Linked DNA regions of Acanthopagrus latus: region 2 is linked to region 1. The links are chromatin contacts, called in public Hi-C maps. All regions are on one chromosome and are shown on one strand. Each heading gives the region's core, a stretch centred on a gene start, on an enhancer-like site or on the middle of the called end of the contact. The rest is flanking DNA. Distances are from core to core; before and after follow the strand shown. Region 1 holds the start of pitx3 (pituitary homeobox 3). Region 2 holds the start of LOC119033463 (ras-related protein ORAB-1-like).

Region 1 (6,067 bases), core at 1,061-3,560:
ATGTTAATTTCTGCCCTCCTATAACAGCCATTTGCATATGATTGAGTGAGGCCGAGCAGTCCTGAGCAGCAGCACACAGCCGGGGAGAGCAAGTCCACCACGGATCAACAGCGAACCTTTAATACAGTAAACCTGCGGTTCTGTGTCTGAGCTGACCCAGGCCCAGTCACAGTGTCCAAATAAAGGAAATGATCATTTTATATTCATCGTCTGTTCCGAGCTCAGGCAGAACTCATGATGATGGTCCGTTTAACGAGGCCGTCACATTGTTCTGCTGAGGCCGTGTGGTCAGGTGAGCGTCTCTCTCCAGTCAGGGGAACTAGATGAGTTGAACACATCGAAAAGTAAAGACGCGGCTTCCGCTCGGATCGTAAATCAGCGCGCTGTCTGCTGCTTAACAACGATTTCATGGAATTACGCGACTTCGTTCATAAACAATAATCTGCTCCTGTTGGGTGACTTGCAGTAAATTTCCTGGCTAAAAGGGAAAAATAACAGACTTTTGTTTAATTTTAAAATGAAATGTGTGTGTGTGTGTGTGTGTGTGTGTGTGTGTGTGTGTGTGTGTGTGTGTGTGTGTGTGTGTGCGGGGCAGCGCTGGCCTCCAGCAGGCCGGGGCCTTCACTCTCGCCTCTGTGCCACATGGTCGGCTGATCGGAGCTAGAAGAAATATTTACATCGTACCCTGAGGCCAAACGTGAACTTCGATTAAACAAATCTTATTTTCATATGTCCTGACCTGAGATCTGATGCAAAAGAGGAGGCTAACTGAAGGCCTCTCAGAGGAAACCTCTCCAGTCTGTGATGGAGAACCAGAGAGCCAAGCGCGCAGCGCGAGCTTCAGAGACGAGCCTAAATTCATTAGTAAAATAAAGGTTCACTCTCAACTGCGGAATAGACCTTTAGCTATTCTAAAATACTTCTATTTAAAATAATGAAGATTAAAATAACCCTTACGGATAAAGAAGCTACATTGTGGCTCTTCAGTTAACCTGCCATCTATTTTTCTTGCTGCATTTATTTTTGCAGGAGTAACGAACCTCTGAACAAGCAGCTGTCCGACAGACAGACAGACAGACAGACAGACAGACAGACAGACAGGCCGCCAGCAACCTCAGCACCTTTACAATATTATTAATTATACGAGTCAGAAAAAAGCCTCCATTTAATTATCATTAGTATTATTATTATATATGTTGTTGTTGTTGTTGTGTGTACAGTCGGTAGTATTACTGTTTGTATTGTCATGGCTGATATAATTAGTTGTAGTAGTCAAAGCGGAACATAAACTGGTGTTTCTGCCGTCCAGGATCAACCTACAATGTTTATATAAAAACGATAATAACTAAAATGATCGTCACAATATTTCTATATCCATGTTTGATATTTGACGTGGCGTTGTGGGGTTTGTGTCTGTGCGCGTCGCGCGTCGGGAGGTCGGGTGTGCGGCTCGGTCAGCCCCCTGCCGCCAATCACTTTGTCCACATTTCCAAATCATTCGGACGGGTCAAATGTTTCCTGCGGCCGCCTGTGCGAGCTGCGGGACTTGTGTCAGAACAAACCCAGAGCCGCAGAGGACAGCGAACACGCCTGAACCTCCCGAAGGCCTCCGACACGAACACACGGAGAATTCAAGGCTGTAGACTTCGATCTTTTTTTGCATTTCGTAATCTCGGTGAACATTTAGTCTGAACGGAAGATGTAACCCGTGCTTTTAAATACGTCTCGCTGTCTGAGCTGTTGCCTCTCATCAGCATCCTGATCTGCTCCGTGGACGCACAGCAGACGCAACTCCTGCTGTTCACATGGTCCTTTTTCTGCGTGTTTCAAGCCACACACACATCTCTTAAAGCCCATTCTTGGTACTTTAACCTTTAAATAAATGAAGAATCAGGCTGTGCTGGTATCATGGGACGCTGCAACTTGTTCCGTGCCAGAGAGTTGTCAACTTTTTAGGGACAAATCAAAAGGCGTTGGATGGATTCCAGATTCACAAAGACAAAAAGTGTGAGGAAGAGAAAGAAAAGACGAGAGAAGAGAGAGGGGGTGAAGTGCGGTCATTTGCACTTACATCGAATCCCGGTGTGATTAAATTAATCCGTGGAATAGGCAAAGAGCTTTACTGCAGGCTGATGGGTGTCCTGGCCTCAGGTTTGCTGGTGACATGGACAAAAAGTTCCTCGGTACGTCAAAAAGTCAGAAAAGGCGTCAGTCAGTCAGTCCGTCAGTTCCCGTCTCCCTCTTCTTCCTCTCTGTGCTGTCAGACATGAAGGCTGTGGAGGACTGAGGTTTGATCCCCACACCGAGTATAGAGGGGGTGGGGGTGAGGAGAGGGGTGACTTCATGCTAAATAATGTGTGTCCAGCATAGAAAGGACGGCCCCCTCCCTCCCCTCCTCCCTCCCTCACTCACGCGTTCTTTCTTTCTTTCTTTCTTTCTTTCTTTCTTTCTTTCTTTCTCTGCGCACATGTACGTTACGCATCAATTTACTCAGTGCAAACACACACTGGCTTCCCTCTGCCATTGGCTCTCTCTACAAGCAGTCTCTTCATCTCTTTCTCCTTCCAGCCTCCAGAGAGCAGCTCTATATGGTTTTTTTCAGATGGTAGGTCATAATTTAATTGTTTTGATGCATGCAAAATGAAAGTACCTGAGGAGCAATCAGACACAAAGCTCCATATAACACTTTTTGACAAACACTGAGGTATAACATATGGTTACGTCTTTATTACCAGTGGTGATACTTACATGTTCATTGGTACGAGAGGCAGAGAGAACTAGAAAATGTTCAACATATATGTGTTGCTGCTGATTTGCAGTTTCTAGATATGATGACATGAAATGGCATTAAAAATGGAGGCACTGAGGAAGTTTGAGTTGCAGAGTGAGCACCGAATGAAGTTGTGCTATCAGCTGGAGTTCAGGCACTAACCCCAGTACAAGTTAGTCTGTTACTGGGCTGGAGGTGTCAGTTGAAATGTAATGAGCAGATGAGCTCAGTTAAGGAAGAGATGAGAGCAGTGTACCTGTCAGGTGAGCAGTAATTAACATTGATCCTCTTCCATTTTTCACATGTAACAACAGTGACTCTGTGGACTGTGTGGGCTGTAAACGCTGCCTAAACATGGCTGACCTACACTCAGTGATGTGCCTGAACGCATCCTGTGTTCACAGACAGAGGACTGGAGCTGCTGCTGGAGAGTTGAAATCCAGCAATCCATTTTTAAAGAAAACTAAAATACATTGGAAGCAATGTTCACTTTGACAAGCACACAATAAAGAGGTTGAAATACTACTGAGGCTTCATAAATATAAGAATTCAAATTCAAGTGTCAGTGACTCTAAGCAGATCAGCCATCAGTTAAAAACTGTAAAAGAGAATACATTTTTAAAAGTGAAAGCAGTGGAAATGTCTATGATGTGTTGGCGCTGTAAGCCGTTGAAACGTCCATTTAAGAGTAATGGCACATGTCCACAAGAGCATTTTTGAACTTGAGGGATCACACTACTTCCCATCTTTGTGCACTTGACCAACACAGGCTGCAACCACCGACAACTACACAAACACTCAATCGGTACTCATGGGCTGTATCCTACATCACTTACTACCCACTACCAAGTGGACTTTATAGTGAGTTCACTATAATAGTTGTGGTGCTGTCTGAATGTATAGTACTTTATTTTACCCTATTTAAGTATCCCACAATGCCATGTGAAAAGTAGTGTACAACCGGTCAACTGGTCACTAACCCCGCATTACATACTATATACTATATACTATATACATACATACTATACCATCACCAGGAACAAATAAATGACCAGAGCAATGTCCCACAGTGTTTTCTCATTTGACTGATGAACTCACTACAGAGAAGTGCTTTATAGTGAGTAGGGAGCAGTGATTTCAGAAACACTGGTCCGTCTGCTTTGGGATTTCAAACTGGGCCAAAATGGCTTGGAAACTTTCTCTATTATTATGTTTTGTTTTGAAAGACATTTTAGACAAGAAATGAACCATGTTGTTGCTGAGTCTGTCTGTATTTTGACTTGAGAGCAGTTGTTATTTTTTATGTTTTTTCAGGAGTTTAAGGAGGTGCCACGTCGTCCCAAATGGCCCTGATTTGCATTAAGTAACCTAGAGATAACTTTATGCAAATGTGGAGCAGGTAACATAACATCCCATCTTTCAAAATATAATGCTATGCTACTAGAATGAATTGCATTCACAATCGACAATGAATGAGAAGATCCCATGGAGTGAAATTAATTTTTCCCTCTCAGTTTCAGCCCTCCATCCAGAGTCCTGCACGGGTCTTATTTTTAAAACCCGCATCCACCCGTACCCGCCAGACTTAAATTTGTATCCGATCTGTTTTCCGACAGTAACACAAATGACATTCCGCATCCGAGCCGACCTGCTATAAATTGATACCGACACCCGACCTGCACCCGAAGGAAAACTCATTAGATGGCCTACATTTAAGAAATGTTCATTGATTGCCACGCCATAGACAACTTAAACTTAGGTTGAAGTTGAAAAGCATGATGAAAATCTTATTGTTTTTCACTCACTAATACAGTCAACAAACACAGACAATAATCCAGACATGGCTGTAAGGCAAATGATAAGCTATCAACACAAAATAGCCTCCATGGTTGCCTACTATCAAACAATTTAGTCTTCTATCACCGCCATGAAAAACAATAAAATAACATACCATCAACAGTGTTGACTAAAATAGACAATGTCCAAGTCACCTTAGCCCATGGCCCGGTCTTATGAAAATGAACCAAAAGTTTAGGCCTTTTCAATTCCTAATAAAGTGCACAAACAATATAGCCTGCATTACCAGACTACACAGGCTATTCAATTTTATACAATCAGATTATGAGCCTGACGTAGCACGGTTTAGTCGTCTTCGATTAAATGAGGGCAATTTTGGCTTACCTTACGCCGGGGAATTACAATATCTGGTGTTTGGCGTGGTGTTTTAGATTGCTGTGGAAAAAAAAGCACACCATCCACTGTTGATGGTTTTAGTTGGCTCCTCCGCACCTGAATAACATATCCAGCACAGAAGTCTCGCTCGCTTGCTGCACTTGGTGCAGGGATGGCGAGGATAAATCTTGCAGTCTGAGCAATAATGGGAAAGGAGTAACTGTGCTCTCCCCACCACGACAAAACATCAAAAGAGTCCTCCATAGGTGTTTTGTAATCAATGTAAGCAGCAACTTCGTCCTGGTACTGCAGGGCCCCCTCACTGGAACCCTCGACGTCTGACAGTGTGTCCACTGACATTCAAACTCGCCTCTCGGGTGGGGCCGGGGGCACTGCTCAGGATTTCCACGCTTATCCTTGAGTTCCGTGATGCATATAAAATAAAATAAAATTCAAACATTTGAGAACAACATTATACTGTATATATTAAAGCTAGGGTCTACAATCCTGGAGAGTTAGCAAGCGAGCTAGCAAGATTTGAATGTGGCACCTCCTCTAAGTCCCCCCCCCCACATCCTGTCAGTGCTCCGTCCAAAGCCACGCCCCCACAAACTTGAACTTGCATCTGGCAGTGGGGCTCAGCAGGGAGAAGGAGATGCCGGAGCATGACGCAGCAGTTCAGCTGAATTCAGCACAGAACAGACAGGAAATAAAGCGCTGAAATAGCAAACAACATCCGCTTACTTTTCAAAATAAAACACTCAGTGTTGACACCAGTACACGTCGTGAGGCCAGCTGTCTACCATACTGAGCCGGTGGGGACTGCCGGACAGCGGAGCAAAACTGGATCAGAGCCGCAACGCAGCGAACCGTATCCAGTGGAAACTGGGCCAACTCATTCTCATGGCTAAAAACAACACACAAAGAAGCTAATGTTAGCATTGGGCTAATACAAGCTACAAAGGTAGCCAAGTTGGCAAACCTTACAACATTACAGACCCTAAGTATATTTAGGGTATAGGCCTATAATGTTTTAGTTGGCTATGGTGTTGGTGATGGAACATGGACTGTCTGCATTAACACTGACTTTTCACAAGGTGCCGCATCTCACTGTGCACGTTTGCC
Region 2 (6,067 bases), core at 2,247-4,746, 820 kb after region 1:
TCCATTGGGCTCTACTTCATCAATTGCAATTTAATCATAAACAATATATCACGATATCTGTCTAGTGAACAGTGACACAGAGAGACTGAGGGACAGGGAGGAGAGGTCTGCCCAACTATATCTATAGACATGCTGGACTGTTCATGAACACAACATACAATAAACAATACAATAACCATGTGCAATAATACCAGACCCATAACAGATACTGTGAACAGTTTTACGTGTGTGTTTTTTTATATATATATATATATATCTATATCTATATCTATATATATCTATATCTATATCTATATCTATATCTATATATATATATATAAAAAAATGTCATGTCATGATTTACGATTTTGAACATTTTTTTTTCCCTTCTAAAGAACAAACTTCAAATTTGTATTCATTTTAATGTTTTATTTTTTAACAACACTGCCTTACCATTTTGAACAGTGCACCTTTCTAAAACAGAGGCGTAATATTCCTCCTTTTCAAAAAGCCGCCACTGTGGTAGGTGTAAACATGTGACGTGACGTGAAGCTCGAAGTTGGTCTGTGAACAGTGACAACGGATTTGTCTTCAAAATAAGAGCTTTACATCGCACCTATCGGAGTTTAGAGCTGGGTTCTTAGCGGGGGGCTTTTAATTTGAGAGTAGCGATAGTTTCAAAAGTGTAATTTGAAAGAAGCTTGCGCTACAACAACAAGCTAACACAGCCAAACAGCCGCTGAGATCCGGGAGACACTAGCATCTCCTGGATCTCAGCAGCTGTCCAGTTGCTCATCTTGATGTCCGTGGATGAAGTGATGGACTGACTGCTATGATCAGCTGTTTCTTGGTTTTAAAACTCCTCGGCTCTGGGTCGCACAACAGTACAGTTACCATTTGATAACCTCATGCTGCTGGTGGCAGAATGGTTAGCTAACTGTAGCTTGCACAGCTTGCATATAACTTTATCTCTACGCTCAGCATTTTTGCCGTCTACTGACCAAAATCCTAAGTATTTCCAAACAGGGCCTTTTAGGTTGCTTGGAGTCAAAACTACTCCCTCTGCTGCTGAGTTGGCTGGCCCTGAACTTTCTGCCATTACGTTTTTCTCTCCGCCATCTGCATCTGCCACGGTTTTTGTCGTGTCTCACTTTCAGCAGTGAGTGACGCTGTGCAAGTGTGATTCCTCTGACCTGTCCCTGACCCGTCATGCAGTGTGCCCACTCACAAAGCAGCCGCTAATGTGTTTTTTCCACAGTCGAATATTAATTTTCACAATCGCATCTCTGTTTTTCTTTTTTAAATATTCTAATATATATTTGAATTTAGAATATTCATTGACAATCCTAGTGTACACATTCCCATTGCACATAAAGGCCAAATCTTAGTGGGTTTTATTGTGATATCTGACCAGTGGAAAAAGTGTCCTACTTAATGTAACATGTTCCTCTTACCTCAAACCTGCACATTACAGTTACAATCACTCTCCCAACTCCAGGCTATTACCCATTGTATCCACTAAAATCCTAAACACGCCATTAATAAGGGTCAAGTTGTGCAAATTTAACATTCCTTCAGGCCTGTAATGCAACCATCATCAACCACAACTTTAAAACCACTGACAGACGAAGTGTACTTAGTTTTGATCATCTTGTTAGAGTGCAATGTTCAGCTAGGAAACCTTGTGTCCTGATATTCATTGTGATGTTATTTAGACAAATGCAACTCACCCAAACACCACTGCAGACCAAGTACACCGCCACATGGTAACAGCACTCCCTAATGGCAGTGGCGCCCACAGCAGAACAATGTGCCCTCCTCTAAACTCTAATGTTGCATAAAGATACCCCCTCAACACTTTCACACTACCTTTCATTGAGAAATAACTTGGACATTGGCCAAGAGTATCTAGTCTCTACTAAAGAGGTGACTCATTACTACAAGATTAGGCAGTCTGACAGAGAAGAAGATCAAGTTTAATTAAAGTAATGACACAATCACAATGACCATACAATTCTTAAAATGTAAGACTAGTACTGTTAACAGCTTGTCATACTGGCAAAACCCTAACCTAAGTGAATGCTTATGAATGGAAACACTTATGAGAGAAAGAAAGCTTAAGCTATTGCTCAACACTGCTGTGGTGAAATCTAAGGCTTGTCCTGTAGCATGTGAACTACACATGACTAGTCTGTGGACAGGCTGCTACAACACTACTAAACCATATGACTTACACTTTAACTTTAAAAAAGTTAAGCATAAATCATGTTTCTACACAACCAATGTCTGCTGCTATAGAGTTTTCTCTTGGAGAAAAGAAGAAGCTGCCTGTCATAACGACTAAAGTGCAGACACCTGCAACACGGTATAAGGTGTCGTCTTTCAAACAATCCAATTAATGGAGTCCTTGCTGCCCAATCATGTTTAATACTCGCCATTTTAGTTTTTATTAATTTTACAAGATTGAAATAAGTTTACCTGAACTCGAACGGACATCGCTATAACACCTGATTTTCGCAAAACTACAGTTGATTACAAATACATAACGAATCGCGTTACAGTTACGAGCCAACATTAAAAAAGGGACCTTTGTTGTCTACTGACATCGCATCTCTGAAACCGAAAACGAACTGAAAATAGCAGTAAAGGTAAATTACAGCTGCTATCCCAACAGCTGCATTCGTTATGTGTAACGTTAAAGCAAAAACGCGGCGGTTGGTAAAAGACATCGATCGACTGAAGAATGTTTAACGCCAACACCTGCCAATGTTCCTGGAAAATGGTGACAGCATCTTAGGCAAATACAGGTGGACATTAAGGCTAATGTCAGCTGATGTTAGCCGCTAACTTAGCTCAACGGTATGCCAACGCTAACGTTAACGTGTTAGCATATGGTAAAATGTAACACAACGTAGATGAATATGATACTTACTATTCGGGATTCATTGTTGACTTGTTGTACAGTGTTTCCCCTCTCGTGAACCGTGTCTTTGTCCCTGTCTACAGATAAACAGCGCTGTTTAGTTGTGAAAACGGGAGCGGTGGCTAGCTTAGACTGTTCCCAAAAACCACGACCGGCTAGTTGTTTCTCTGCGAAAAACCAAAATGGCTACAACTCCAACCAGGAAACAGCTAACATTAGCCAGCTGGTTAGCCAAGTCGGGAATGACACAAAATATGTGGCTTGATTTAGCGAATGCCTCGTCCTGTACGACAGCCTGGTTACTCGTTCTACAGCCGTAAAGCCAATAAACAAGGGATGTAAATACACGTCTGAATAACAGCCCCTTCTCTGCCTCTCACTGAATATGTGTCCCTACCGCAACAGCGAACTGTCAATCCCAGGCAGAGATTACGTCATTTAGTGAAACGTGGCAAAGACGAGTCGGCTGGTGCCCCGTAACAATATCCACACGACACAACTTCCGGCCATATACTTCAACATAAACCTCTACGACGTGAGCTTTGCACAATTCGCTTGTGCTCTACAGTGAGGCTTTATTTACAAAGCCATAGTTATTATTTCCGTCCACATCCGTACAACTGACGGACTTGACACATTAGTCCCCAGGATGTTCATTTAACATCCAGGTAATGTGCACTTCGCTCAACACGTCTCCCATTACCACAGAAACCTCACGTGTATCATGAGTCACGGTTGTGTCACCACCTGTCGTAGAAACTGGGTGTGAACAGGGAGACTGCTACGTCATGTCAGCGCTTGTTTATAGGCAGTATATATGACTGTCCCATTCAGTCTGGTAAAGGAACATGGAAAAACAGCTCAGAAAAGTTGCTTTTCCCATTTTGTTTGGACAAGGAAAAACAAGAAGTTTACTAAAGTTGATTTTTTTTCCTTCAATGTACGTATTGTAGTACTATTAAAATGTGAAAAGTGCATATTACTTATTTTATTTAGAAACAACTTTAAGTATATTTAGTGCTTTTCACCAGCTACTTGAAGCTGTAGTCTGTAACTATTTTTTAGTTAATTTTGCTGAAATTGTCATTATGATCTGACAGTATCTGACAGCGCAAAGCCTGTCCCAATTCAAAGTGTGCTCCAAATGCTGCCTTCTTTTGCCTCTTGCTTCGAGGAGGAGGGAGGATGAAGGAGGACATGAGGCTGCAGAGAGGATGGAGAGGCTCTTCTCTGCTCCAGAGGACAATCCTTACATTATTTCTGTTATTTAGTTAATTTATGAGTTCCTTTTAAATTATTTGTTCATAATTGTTCATTTTATATAATTCATGAAATAAAATATTGTTCTATTGTTACACATTGTGTATTCCATTCAGTATTTACAACTTAAACCATATGTAAGAATGTGGCCAAAAACTACACTTACTACGCTCAAATTCAAAATACTGTGGCAAGTGGTATCCCCCTCCCCCTCCCCCTCCCCTCCAGACTCCAGGTTGCCAGAGCAGTTGGCATACCAGGATGGTGCTAATGCTGCTAGCATTAGCTGTGCTGCTAACGTTTGTTTCTATGATCAAAATTAATAACGTTATTACTCGACAGTTCAAAGTATTCAAAATGTCCATCCCCGTCAAGCTATGATGCTAACTTAGTTAGCCAAGCTTAACTTACCTGTCTAGAAGAAGAGTAGCCAATTCTGCACCCGTTTTCAATTTCCTCTCAGCTTTCAGCTGTCTCCACCATTCAGATGCATCTCCAATATAGACCCTGGCTTTGCCTCAAATTTATCTTGGCATTTTTGTGATTCATAACGAGGTCTTTTAGATTTTGTTGCCTCCGCCATTGTAGCTCAGTCGTAACTGGCAACCTGTGGTTGCTCTGCAGCTGAGACTCTACTGACTGCAATGATTTGTAGACGGCGGTGGTTGGTGCCACATGCCAAAACATGGTTTTAATTCATCAACATGATTTGCAGTCTGCAAAAGATTTTTTTTAATATGAATATTTTGGCTGTACTGTTGTTGTTGGTGGGTTCAGTATGTTAAATGAACAATACTCCTGAGTCTCTGTGGCATATTAGGATGATTTTATGGCCAGTTGCTTTAGATTCTTACATACTGTACCTTTAAGTACCTTACAATTTATAAGAGCAAACAGCATCAAGTTCTACTTTTCAGGGAGAACATGAGTTTGAATTTTTTTTTTTTTTTAATTATTAAGGTCTTAACATTTACAACTATTTACAAAATTACAGCATAAATAACTATTTACAGAATATTATTCACTTTTAACAAAAACAATTATGATTAAAAACAATATTAAACAGTTACAGATGATATACAGTAACAGGCTGAGCAGGAGTCCCTGCAGTGCTGCTGGGCTGGATGGTGTCAGTGGGACATCATCTGGGTCGGTACTCAGGGTGTTTGGGGGTCCAGTGTCCTCTGTCCACCATATCGTCCATCAACTGGGTCTGCAGTTCTGACTCCATCCACGGCTGCCATGTCATTGAGAATGTTTTAATGTTTAATTTCACAATATAATAATAATAATAATAATAATAAAAAATTACAACAAACTATCTACCAAACACTTTAAATATGAATGATGCCTTTAAAATTGTGGCGATCAGCAGTTTTTATGTCAGCATTAACATAATGTATTTATTCTCTGCAGCTAGCCTGCTGCAGACCAGGCTATCAGCCTGCCTAAGATTAATCCTAGAGATTCACCTGTATTTCCACCGTCAGTCCTGTCAGGAATTAATGTGTTTTACATTATGTCCATGGTCTTTCTAAGTATGTTGCATCATTTTAATTATCCTGCATTGAAATATTACAGATATATTGAAATTTCTCATTTCATTTGAATCTGTTGGCTGGTTGTAATTGCAAAACATCAGGGAGAAATATATTGCAAGTTTTTCACTTAATTTTTGGATTTAGCCTATCTTTAGTTAGAAAAAGATCTTAAATGTTACTTTTTGCTCTGTGTGTGCATTTTGTTTAGCATTGGTGGTTATCTTTTAAATTCTACTGCACATTCATGAAAAAGGGAGGACACCACAATGCTCTCTAGTTGAATTTATTTTATTCATTTTTTTATTTGGCAGTCCTCATTTGTCTTGGTTGCTTGGATCCTGGAATAGAGAGAGCCAAAGCAACA

The links. Hi-C and Micro-C count contacts between places; a contact is called where the count stands out from the background.
Region 2: a Hi-C map of muscle shows a contact between it and region 1, with 7 times the contacts expected there. The contact joins the promoter of LOC119033463 here to the promoter of pitx3 in region 1. A contact is called at or near these places in 2 of 4 Hi-C or Micro-C datasets (liver and muscle).

The regions. Positions count from the first base shown.
Region 1 is chr15:1,050,418-1,056,484 of fAcaLat1.1, forward strand. It overlaps pitx3 (pituitary homeobox 3), which reads right to left and starts at 2,311. Exons shown (of 4, transcript XM_037124861.1): 1 at 2,072-2,311.
Region 2 is chr15:1,872,440-1,878,506 of fAcaLat1.1, forward strand. It overlaps LOC119033463 (ras-related protein ORAB-1-like), which reads right to left and starts at 3,497. Exons shown (of 6, transcript XM_037123597.1): 1 at 2,912-3,497. The coding sequence starts at 2,925. It overlaps LOC119033465 (a long non-coding RNA gene), which reads right to left. Exons shown (of 6, transcript XR_005079253.1): 6 at 5,211-5,399.